Regions from separate parts of the Zea mays genome. Here region 2 is linked to region 1. Evidence: chromatin contacts called from public Hi-C data. All regions are on one chromosome and are shown on one strand. The core of a region is the stretch at or near the end of the contact, and the rest is flanking DNA. Distances in the headings are between cores, read along the strand shown. Region 1 holds the start of LOC100283339 (glutaredoxin homolog 1). Region 2 holds the start of LOC100191657.

The links. A called contact is a pair of places that touch in the nucleus more often than the background predicts.
Region 2: a contact with region 1 is called in a Hi-C map of tassel, with 3 times the contacts expected there. The contact joins the promoter of LOC100191657 here to the promoter of LOC100283339 in region 1. A contact is called at or near these places in 2 of 25 Hi-C or Micro-C datasets (leaf and tassel).

The regions. Positions count from the first base shown.
Region 1 is chr2:31,460,925-31,467,152 of Zm-B73-REFERENCE-NAM-5.0, reverse strand. LOC100283339 (glutaredoxin homolog 1) reads left to right here and starts at 3,970. Exons shown (of 4, transcript NM_001156240.2): 1 at 3,970-4,189; 2 at 5,549-5,637. The coding sequence starts at 4,080. LOC109943984 (a long non-coding RNA gene) reads left to right here and starts at 4,196. Exons shown (of 2, transcript XR_002267130.1): 1 at 4,196-4,543; 2 at 4,659-5,435.
Region 2 is chr2:31,593,883-31,600,110 of Zm-B73-REFERENCE-NAM-5.0, reverse strand. LOC100191657 reads left to right here and starts at 4,004. Exons shown (of 15, transcript NM_001137086.1): 1 at 4,004-4,157; 2 at 4,305-4,348; 3 at 4,468-4,577; 4 at 5,368-5,405; 5 at 5,477-5,554; 6 at 5,668-5,721; 7 at 5,799-5,900; 8 at 5,998-6,083; 9 at 6,164-6,228. The coding sequence starts at 4,151.

The DNA of each region.
Region 1 (6,228 bases), core at 2,721-5,220:
GGCTTGTCACCGGTCACAATCTCCTTCTTGGCGTGAGCTCCCGACATCACTTCGAGCGGTTAGGCTCTAATGAAGTACCGGACTCTGATACCGATTCAAAGTCGCCTAGAGGGGGGTGAATAGGCAAATCTGAAATTTATAAAGTTTAAGCACAACTACAAGCCGGGGTTAGCGTTAGAATTAAAGTCGAGTCCGAAAGAGAGGGCGAAAAACAAATCACAAGCAAATAAGGCGGATGACACGATGATTTGTTTTACCGAGGTTCGGTTCTTGCAAACCTACTCCCCGTTGAGGTGGTCACAAAGACCGGGTCTCTTTCAACCCTTCCCTCTCTCAAACGGTTACCTAGACCGAGTGAGCTTTTCTCTTCAATCAAACGGGACACTTAGTCCACTACAAGGACCACCACAACTTGGTGTCTCTTGCTTTGATTACAAGTGAGTTGAGAACAAGAATGGAGGAAGAAGAAAAGCGATCCAAGCGCAAGAGCTCAAAAGAACACAACAAAACTCTCTCTTCTAGTCACTAATGCTTTGAGTGGAATTGGGACTTGGAGAGATTTTGATTCACTCTATTTGTGTCTTGTATTGAATGCACTAGCTCTTGTATTGGGTGGAATGTCTAAAAACTTGGATGCCTTGAAGTGTTGGTGGTATTTATAGCCCCAACCACTAAAGTGGTCGTTGGGGAAGGCTGTTGTCGAAGGGCGCACCGGACAGTCCGGTGCGCCACCGGACACTATCCGGTGCGTCAGCCACGTCACCCAACCGTTAGGGTTCGATCGTTGGAGCTCTGACAAGTGGGGCCACCGGACAGTCCGGTGGTGCACCGGACAGCTCCTGTTCACCATCCGGTGCGCCATCTGCGCCTGCTCTGACTTCTGCGCGCGCAGTCCGCACAATGTAGCTCACTGTTCACCTTTTGCAGACGACCGTTGGCGATGTAGCCGTTACTCCGCTTGGCACACCGGATAGTCCGGTGCTACACCGGACAGTCCAGTGAATTATAGCGGAGAGCCATTTTCAGAAACCCGAAGCTTAGCAGTTGGAGGGGATTCTCCCTGGTGCACCGGACAATGTCCGGTGCGCCAAACCAGGGCAGCCTTCGGTTTTCTTTGCTCCTTTGATTTGAACCCTTTCTTTTATATTTGTATTGGTTTGTTGTGAACCTTTGGCACCTGTGGAACATATATTCTAGAACAAACTAGTTAGTCCAATAATTTGTGTTGGGCAATTCAACCACCAAAATCAATTAAGAAAAGGTTTTAGCCTATTTCCCTTTCACTTAACCAAAAGATCTCGAATGAGCACGGGAGTAAGGAGGAAATAGCAACACACACAAAAGCGAGAGTCGCAACACTAACACGCACACAAGACGAGAGCGAGCACAAGAATGCAGCACAGTGGAGTTATATCTCAGAAAAGTTCTCAAATCTCTAACATAGTGAATCAAATGCGCGAATGTGAGGTCTCGATGTCTTAGCATGTTCAAGAGATGCTTGGTGTACTGCTCCATGCGCCTAGGGTCCCTTTTATAGCCCCAAGGCAGCTAGGATAGGAGCTGTTGGAGCTCCATTTGGTAGGCAATAGTTGCCTTCTGTCCGTGGGCTCACCGGACAGTCCGGTGCCCCACCGGACAGTCCGGTGCCCCACCGGACAGTGAACAGTCGTGATTTCTTTCCTTTTTTTGGCGAAGCCGACCGTTGCAGCCACAACCCCCTTGGCACACCAGACAGTCCGATGGTACACCGGACAGTCCGGTGCGGCCTGGTGACCGTTGGCTTGGGCTACGCGTCACCTGCTGATTGCGTTGTCGACCGTTGGCGTGGGCGCTGTTGGTTCACCGGACAATCCGGTGCACACCAGACAGTCTGGTGAATTGTAGCCGCAGCGTCTCCAACTTTTCTCGAGAGCGGCGAGTTCGTCGAGCGCACCAGTCTAGACACCGAACACTATCTGATGCACTCTCAGGCTGATGCAAGTCTGGCTGAGCACCGCCAACCTTATGAAATCTGATCTCATTTGATTTGATAAGGTTCCTAGCACTTATAGGAATATGTTAGTACCAAAAACAATTCACTAAGGCTAGAGACATAACTTGATTCTTGATTTGCATCTCTTTAACACTTTAGCACATATCAACTAAAACACTATGTGTTGGGCATCTAATCACCAAAACATTTATAAAAATGGCCCAAGGGCACATTTCCCTTTCAGTAAGTACCGCTGGTCTAGAGATTGGACGGGGTGTTACAGGTGGTATCAGAGCCAACCCTCGCGGTTTCACGGGCGTGTGTGGGTTAGGGGTTCGGGTATATGGCGCATCTTAAATGTACACCTACAATAAACAGTAATTAAAGCTTTAAGAAGCAACTATAATAAACAAAAAAACTCCAAAAAGCAAAAGTAAGGCCTTTTTGCAATAGAGGATTGATAAAACGTAGATATAAGAAAAATGTAGTAGTTGAGTTGTATGACACATATAATTTTATTGGAACATTTTGAAGAGGTTGGACCTCATGTTAAAAATCTTTCAAAATTCAATACAATAGTCTATTTCATAGGAATTTTATAGGATTTGTAAGAACTCAATCTTTTGTTCCAAAGGGCCATGTAGAAAAATTTTCTATAGAATTTCAATCCTTTAAAATTCCTCCACTTTTCCTTCGTTCCAAAGAGATCTAAATATAATACTCGCTCTGTCTTAAATTAATATTCTTTTTAGCTTTTGGTTTTTATATCTACATTCAAACATATGGTGATAAATCTAGTCACATATATAAAATTGATACATCAATTAATGTATGAATTCGATAAAAATCTAAAACAAACTTTAATTTGGGACGGCGCCACACCTCAGTAGCTTGTGCTATCTCCATTCTTAAATATATAACGTCGTTGACTTTTTTAAAAAAAATTGGCTACTCGTCTTATTTAAAAAATAAATTATCATTTATTTTGTTATGATTTATTTTATCACTTAAGGTTTGTTTGAACATGACTTAAAATTTTATATTTTTAATAAATATTTTGAATAAGACGTATGCTTAAAATTTTCAAAAAAAAGTCACGACATTATATATTTAAGGGGGTATTTGAATGTACTAGAGCTAATATTTAATTGGCTAAAAAATACTAGTAGAATTAGCTAGCTAACAAATAGCTAACTAACTAGTAGCTAATTTACTAAAAAGTAGTTAATAGCTAAATTATTAGATAGAGTGTTTAGATGTATCTAGATAAATTTAATCACTACATATTAGTTCCAGAACATTTAAATACTACTACGAACGGAACGAGTGCCAAGCGTATGTTGTATAGTTGAGTGACGACTCACAAGTGATGAGTCCCTAGTCCTTACTACCAGGAGTTATTTGCTATTATAGTACTGATTTCAATAGGCTTCTCTCTTTTAGTACTTTCATTTTAGTCTTCTCTGTAATAGTATCTACAAGTTGATTCATCCTTCAAAATAGTATTCTAACCATTTTCAATCATTTTTATTTTCTTTTTTTATTTCTCAGAACATAAGTTGACCCTATCATTACCCTCGCAGCTATACAAATAATAGAAACACAAATAATCCAGGCAGAGACGCAGGAGTGCAGACGATGAGCAACACTGCTATCTTCTGTCTGGTGGTTCAGACCGTAGCAAAGGGTGGCAGTTGGCCGCACGGTCACCATCCAGCAGCACCGGCGTGCTGCTGCAATGTTTTTTTGTGTGCCGTCGGTGCGATGCTGAATGCGAGAAGAGAGAGGACTCGAGCCGACGATGGGGAGCAAGGAGAGAAGAAAATAGAGAGATGCAATATGGTCAATGGTGAGAAATAAAAAAGGAAATGATTAAAAAAGGTTGGAGTACTATTTTAAAGGATGAATCAACTTATAAATATTATTATATAGAAGATCAAATTGAGAGTACTAAAGGAGACAAGTCCCACAAAATCAATATTATAATAGAAAAAACTCTACTACCAGACGTCCAGACTCCAGACCCACCGGTCACCACCGCGTCGCCGCCGCCCTTCTCCGCCCCCACCTTATATTATAAATACGGCAGGAACGGAAAGCGCCAGAGATGGGAATCACCTCCTCAACCTCCAGCCCAACCTCCAGCCCGGAATCGAGAGCAATGGCGCTCGCCAAGGCCAAGGAGATCGTTGCCTCCGCTCCCCTCGTCGTCTTCAGGTCTTTCTCTCCCTTCCTACCTCTCTCACGCGCACCATGAACTACTGACTAGGTAGGCTTCGAGAATAATCCTAACAAATGAAAAGGGGAGAGGTGAAGCTGGGGGGATTTTTCAGTCGTCCTTTCCCCTCTATATGAGTTAAAGCGTATTCTTCTTTTGTCCCCCTTCCGCGAGAATATCCTTTGTTTATCTCTTAGAGTGATGCGAGCAAGTTACACGAAGGAATCTATACTGATTTTTAGAGACCTCAGTTTCCTCACGTATGTTCTAACCCGCGATTCCTGGCAGATCTGCTCCAACCAATGTTGGAAATGCATAATCAGGATTGTACCCGTCTTATTTGGATAGATAGAGTAAGTCACGTTTGTAAGTCTGAATTTCTTCCGCTAAGGGTTTAGAAAAAAATGAAGAGGATCTTTTTCTAGATTAACTGGCACTAAGGGCTTGTTTGAATTTCTTCTTTTCTAGATTGCAGTGGATTTGGGCGGGGTTTTAGAGGGAAATTAGTTCATTCCCTCTTCAAGTCTTCAGGAATGGGTTTATCCAAAGCCCTAAAGATGTGGTGTCCACATTTCAATGGGCTGCAGATTTGCTTGATAAAGTCGTATAGATTTTCTGTTGATGGAGATGTCTAGATACGCTGTTTCTTTTTACAGTTTGTTTGTATTGAGAGTAGCTTACTGGTGGAAGTGTGGAACGCTTGCTGGATGTATTGCTAGCATGGTTACCTTGTCACTCTGTATCTCGTTCCTATCAATGATTAAATCTGAGGCAGGTCTTCACTATGGTTACTGCTTAGTCCCCTTTCTAAGGTAGATCTATCACTATGGGGACTGCTTAGTCTTGCCTTTTTGACTTTTCTCCTCAGTCCTCGTTCTGAGGTAGATCTATCACTATGGGCACTGCTAATTCTTGACTTTTTGACTTTTCTGCTCAGTCCCCGTTCTAGTTTGTGTTAAGCACGCTACCCGTTGTATTTCCGTTACATGTTAATGGACATGGGGATGGTTTCAATTCGAAAAAATCATAGTAGGCAAATTTGGAAAGGGGTGATGTGACTCAAATCCTAATCCTTAGGATTTTTTTTCAATTTAAATTCTACCACAAAAGTTCCTGAGGTGATTACCACTTCCAAGCTTGTTGGCACTGCTAAATGCTCACTATCTGTGGTCTGTACTGTTCTAGTGTTCAACTTCCTGCAATGAAACAATTGATTTTTTTACGACTTATAAAGTTGATGTCATAGTACTATGTTTGGTATTCAAATCTCATTGTTCAATCATTTATTCTACCATTTCTTTTCTTTTGATCTATTTCCCCATGCTCTGTGGCTGATTCATATATTGGGTTACGTGCAGCAAAACTTCCTGCCCTTTCTGCGTCCGTGTGAAGCAGTTGTTCGAGAAGCTCGGAGCAAGCTACAAGGCCATTGAGTTGGATAAGGAAAGTGAGTGCACTTAAATAGTTAAATTTGTTCGTTTTTTCTTTTCAGTGACTTATGTAATTCATAGTTTGGCTGTATGCACCGTAGGTATTACCATTAGCTGAAAAAAATTGGCATGTTTTCATTGTACTGTTTTGCTGAAATAGAAATAAATAGTTATAAAAGCTTATAAGTACAGCAGTACCATTATGGATTGTGGCACAATTGAATTTCTATGCAAGTTCATGATTTGGTTTGTCCTTATGACATGAGATTAAATCACTTGGTTAGGTGCTGGATGAACACTGATTATGGCAATAATGAGTGACAAAGAACTAATCATTGGTGTCCTTTTTGCTTCTTTTTTGTACAGTTCTTTGCAAAAAATTTGTACAGCTTTGCTCTCTATATAAATTTCCCCTCCTGCTGGCTGCTATATTTATAGAATAAAAATAACCAAGAACAAATTACCTGACAAATGTTAAGTGGTATGTCGTTAACCTGCAATATCTTATATGTGTCCTATTGTTTCACTTACTGCTGAAGTATTGTGGTTCCAAGAAAAAAATATTACGCCAGGAGTGTAGTACACTCACGGAAAACATTTAGCGGGTC
Region 2 (6,228 bases), core at 2,755-5,254, 130 kb before region 1:
ACTAGCTTGTTGTTTGCATCAACGGATATGGCAATTAGAAGAGTGCCCTGGTACTTACCGAGAAGAAATGTGCCGTCAATTGAAAAGACAGGACGACAATGCCGGAAGGCATCCACACACTGGGGAAAGCACCAGAACGCACGGAAGTAGGGATGGCAATTTTACCCGCGGGTTCGGGTATCCACGGATATCCGACCCGTCGGATTCGGGTTCGGGTACAAAATTTTACCCGCGGGTCTCACCCATACCCGACTCGTGATAAAATCGGGTCGGGTACGGGTTTTATCTTTCACCCGCGGGTCCTAGCGGATATCCAAAATTAAAAGTACATGTATTTTCAGCCCACCAAAAACCGGCCCAATGGTCCATCTTTATTCACCCAGGAACCCTAGTCTCTCACAGTCACGGTCTCACTCTCATCGTCTCTCTCAGCCTCTCAGCCGGCCACCACCAGCCGCCACTAGCGATAGCAAATTAGCAACCCGCCGTGGTCGCCGGACTGCTGCTCGTGCTCGTCCAGGAGCTGGCCGTACTCCACGGCGAGGAGCCGGGTCTTCACCTCGCCGGGCTGCTGGTGCTAGTGGCCAACGTCCGCGCCGTCGAGCGGGAAGCGGCACGGCCCCACGACGGCCAGCATCAGCAGGGCGGCGTCCCTGGCGGCGATGAGCAGCCTGCAGAATGAGCGAGCGAGCGAGTTGGACGGACCGGTTTCATGTCCAAGATTGATCCTTGCTGTTTTTGTTTTTTTGCTGCCCAAACATTGGCTGAAACCCGATTAGTGCTGTTTTTGTTTTTGTTTACAAGCGAACAAACATTGGCTGAAATCCTACCCACGAGTATCCAATATGAACATGTTTACTGGATACATTAGTGCGATATCAACACGTTTACTGGATAGATTAGTGATGTTGAACAGTCTAAGTTCATGCCCAACAATGGAGTGTAATTATACCCGCGGGTATCCGATACCCGCCCGATACCCGATGGGTACGGGTACGGGTACAAAATCCTACCCGCGGGTATAGTCGCGGGCGGGTATGAGTAATACCCGCGGGTATTGTCGCGGGCGGATATTTACCATACCCGATCCGAACCCGACCCATTGTCATCCCTACACGGAAGAATATCTGTCTCCCATCAATCCATGCATTTGGTTTAGGGATGTACTCATAATGCATGCCTGGATTGACCGCCTTCATTGCATTTAAAAGAACAGGTAGCTGCTCGTACCCAGACTCCCAGTCCCCATATATCATCTTCCACGCACACTGCTTAGCCCTCCAAGCTTTACCATATGTTATCTTGTACCCATCAAACACATTCTCCACGATCCTCATGATTGTCCTAACCTTCATATTGGGTTCCGACTGCAGTATTCCCATAAGTCGCTTCCCAATGAGGGTTGATGTCAATTGGCGATGTTTCATCGTTAACTCATGTTCAGCACATGTGTGTGGCCCCACTACTTTTGTTATCTTCCACTTTGCGGTGATCTTGTGTATCCTAGCACAAACCCTCCATGAACAGTTATCCTTGTCGCATACAACCGTGTAACGACGTTTCTCGTACGAATGAAGTACTTTATACGGCCTCTTACGTAAGACTGCGTAATGCTGCAACCACCTCTTCAAGGCAGTTAGGTCCTTGAAGACCCTACCCTTTTCAATCATCATGCTAGGACCGACCTCAGGAGCGTCTAGCAGCTCATCATCCCTTCCTTCTGCATTTGCCTGATGAGAAAGACTAAGATCGCTGAACTCATGCACTCTAGGATCCCGACCGTCTGGAAAAACACGTTGCAACATCTCAATGTCACTCTCTGTGAGTTCACCAACCGAGCGATCATCATCTGAATCGGCAGCCATAGCAAAGGCATATGGCTCCTCTTCATTCCTAAACTCAGGACTGTTGGAGGCAATAAAACCATCACCGAAGCAGCCACGTGCCTCGGTCTGAGGATCAACCACAAGAGTAGGAGTCTCTCCTGCAACATGTACAAGATGATCAGTCCCACGTCAAATGGAATGAGCAAAGTGTTCATGGTCCAAAATGAAGATGTAATGCCAATAAGACTTACTGCAATTGGTTTGTGCCAAAGGGATACACGCAGCTAAATCTGTCTGCAGACCATCTCCTGGCTGACTTAATGGGATCAAATTGGGGCCAGATTGAGCATCAGGAACAGTTGACACGTCATCGATAGCACGATCAAAGTCTTCAGGGGGACGGTCTACTACAACCGGACGCACCACAACCTCCATGAGTTGCAAATGGGTCTTCATAGCCGAAGTAATATAATTATCCCAATCCAGTTGACAATCAACTGGGATGACTCGTCTTATGACATTTAGTGGATGACCAATATTAAGCACTCCGTCAACCGCAATGTCATCAGCTTCATGGTAACCTAACTTTTGTTTAGCCTTTGTAAACACATCTCTCAAGGAGGGTCTACCATCGAATAGTACCGGCACGTGTCGCATATCAATGAACTTGGCATTTCCATAAGGATCTTGTTCCACATTGCCTCCATGATACAAGCTCAAAAAATTGTCCATCTATTTGAAACACCAATTAAACATTTAATATAAACTGTGGATGGTTATTACCTAACCACAAACCACTAATTACTACCTAAATAAGTATAAATATAACCACCACCCACTAATATACTAACCACCTTATAAATTACTCATATATAATAATTGCAAATTTTGACAGCACCTCCCCTGCACGGGGAGGATAAAAAACATGCACATTTGACTCACATTCATAATATTCAATCAAATCAGCATTTATCACAATAACTAACATTCATTACATTCAAAAAACAACAAATCATAGCAATACAATCTAACATAATTAACACAAAATGCTTACACAATAACAAAAACCATATAAAATTTACCTATGCGGGCGCGACCGAGGGTCGGGGCGGCGGCGGCGCTTGTGGGGCGGGGCGGGGCTGCCGGGTCGGGCGGGGCGGCGCCGGCCGGTGGTGGAGCGCCGACCGTGGAGTAGCGCGGGCCGGGGGAGGACGGAGGGCGGCGCGGGGATCCGGCGACGGAGGGCGACGCGGGGTCCAGTGGGGGCGGCGTGAGTTCAAAATTTTGGGACATAATTTTGTCTCCCACGTTGAATACAGGGGGTCGGCGCCAAGATCTATGGCGCCGAACCCCCTGACACGTGTACCGCCGCCGACACGGGGGTCGGCGCCAAGATCTATGGCGCCGACCCCCTGACACGTCACTGCCAGCCAAGCCTCCACGTCAGGCAGACAGGCGCCAATATTATTGGCGCCGGCACACAGAAGCTCGGCGCCAATGATGACGACGCCGAGCTAAGGGTCCATTTTTTGAAATGAAACTGCCAGGGGCATAATTGTGCAAAAAAACATAAAAAGGGCCAAATTGCAAAAAAGTTGGCAATATATACTCACTACTCATAGATTGAGAGCATAGTTTGAAAGCTTAAATTTATGAAATCCTTGTAGAATGTGAGATTTCGTTCCAATGTAGAACCCATGTTTGTGAGTTTGACAGTCGAATGTATCAACCGCTACAGAAACTGGAATATTAATAATATTCGCTTTTCTAAAAAATACTCACTACTCAGTGATACTCCGGAACCCGGATTGGTGACCTCGAGCCGAACTGCAGTCGCTACCGCACCAGTAACGCGACGCTCGACGTGCCAGAACTGTAGGGTCGGGCACGTTTTCTCCCTTCCGGCTGAACCAGCGCTGCCACCTGCCAGTCGCCACGCCACACGCAGACACGCTCCTCTCGCCCGCGCCGGCCCCCGCCTCGGCCTCCTCGTCCCCTCCCCCTCACCGGCGCGCCTCATACGCGCCGCGTGCTCCTTCACGCGCTCCGCACGTGGGATGCGCAACCTGCTCCTGCCCCGTTGCCTCCTCTCCGCCCCCACCACCATGGCTCGTGCTTCCGTCTCCGGTTCCGCTGCGGTGGCCAAAGCACTGATCCCCTTAAACCCCGCCAGCGGCGGCCGCCTTCCTTCCCTGCTTCCTGCGCGCCTCCATGTCCCCGGGAGCAGCCGCGTGCTCCGCGGCGCCTCGCTCCGCTGCTATGCCGCCGCCGCCGCCGCTGTGGCCGAGCAGAGCCGCATCAAGGTGCAGAACCCCATCGTCGAGATGGACGGTACGTCGGCCTCCCGCATCTCCCCTTTCGTTTCGCGTGGGTGTAGGTGTGTGGATGAGCCTCCCGCCTCTCTTCTCTTTCGTTTCGCGTGGGCGTAGGCGTGTGGATGAGCTGATGACTGGACTGCTTTGGTTGTTTTGTTTTCAGGGGATGAGATGACGCGGGTCATCTGGAAGATGATAAAGGATAAGGTCTGTGGAATTTATATATTGTTTTCTGCTGTTTTAGATCCATAGTACGTAACCTATAATTTGATCACTTGATGGTTTGCTGATGCGAGCGGGATGAAATGGGGTTGAACTGTGTGTAGCTCATCTTCCCATACCTGGAGTTGGATGTGAAGTACTACGATCTTGGAATTCTCAATCGCGATGCCACCAATGATGAGGTCACCGTCGAGAGTGCCGAGGCTACATTGAAGTAAGTCATAATTCTGTTTTGTACACTCGGGTCCCGATTGGGCTAATGTTAAGCCAATTATTGTTCTTATCGCCAACTTTGTCGCCAAAGCATCTAGGAACAAGGTTGGAGGGCTTTTCATGGGGCATAATAATCTAGTTGGCTTGACAATCGTTATTTCTTCATTCATATTGCCTAATCATGGATGATTGTTCATAGCATGTAAATACTATGCATGCATGACAATTACCCTCCACTTATTAGAAGGTTAAGCACTAACATTAAGGTGTTGGGTTTAAAGTTCCTGGATTCCTTTTTCCTGATAGCTTTCCATGAAGAGTCTATCAAATATCTACAGTGGTGTGCATTTTCTTTGTGGCAGTTGGTAGATAAGTCCTTGCCTTTTGGCAATACTAGGAGACCAAAATGTTTTTGGTTTCCAATTCATTCTGTAACAGGGTTGCTGTACTCATTTCTAGTAATACATACTGGTGTAATGGTGCGATCCAGTACCCAGTCACTAGAAATATTTGGTTGGTTATTAAATATTAAATCGTCCACTCTTCTACTATTGTTCTGGTGATCATGATTTACATTCTTAGTGTCCTGGAGCTAAATATTTATTATAGATCGTCTTAGAATCATGCTGCACCTTCCGTGAACTTCATTCGCTTTCGAGTATCATGACACAAAATATTTATTATAGATCGTCTTAGAATCATGCTGCACCTTCCGTGAACTTCATTCGCTTGTGTAAAACCATTTTGTACACATTTTTGCATTGATAAGATCCTGTTTTGTGTCTCAACAGGTATAATGTTGCTGTTAAGTGTGCAACAATTACGCCTGGTAAGTCCCTTCAACTATGGTTTCCCATGTTCAATTATACATTTGGGCATTAATGTGCATTTTTTATGCAGACGAGACTCGAGTAAAAGAGTTTAAACTCAAGTCTATGTGGCGGAGTCCAAATGGCACAATAAGGAATATTCTAAATGGTTCACTCTCTGCTCTTTCTTATTTCTAGAAATCTAAGGTTTAACGTACTGGAAAATTATATGAAATGTCCTTGATCTTTGATAGCTAAATTTTAGCATCCATCCCTTGGCAGGGACTGTTTTTCGTGAGCCCATCTTGTGTAAAAACATCCCAAGAATCCTTTCTGGTAAGTAAATAGTACAGTATGGTGCGTTCAATGCAACAAATAATAAAGTTGCCAAATTATGAGATTTCATTCTTTAGGTTGGAAGAAACCTATTTGCATAGGAAGGCACGCCTTTGGTGACCAGTATCGAGCTACTGATATGATTATTAATGGTCCAGGAAAGCTCAAGATGGTATTTGGTGAGATCCAGTTGACAACTATTTTTGTCCTGTAATGATCTGCAGCATATGCTGTGGTAATTTTCTAATATGCTCTTTGTTGCTACTGAAAAATCAGTGCCTGATGGAGCTGACCCTATGGAGCTGGATGTTTATGATTTTAAGGGACCTGGTGTGGCATTATCAATGTACAATGTCGACGAGGTATTGTAGAACATCAATAGGACTTGTTGCTAATTGCTATCTTCTCTTGACTGGTATTCTAACTTCCTATCTCTATTTAGTCTATTAGGGCTTTCGCTGAGTCCTCCATGGCTATGGCTCTTTCAAAAAAGTGGCCTCTTTATCT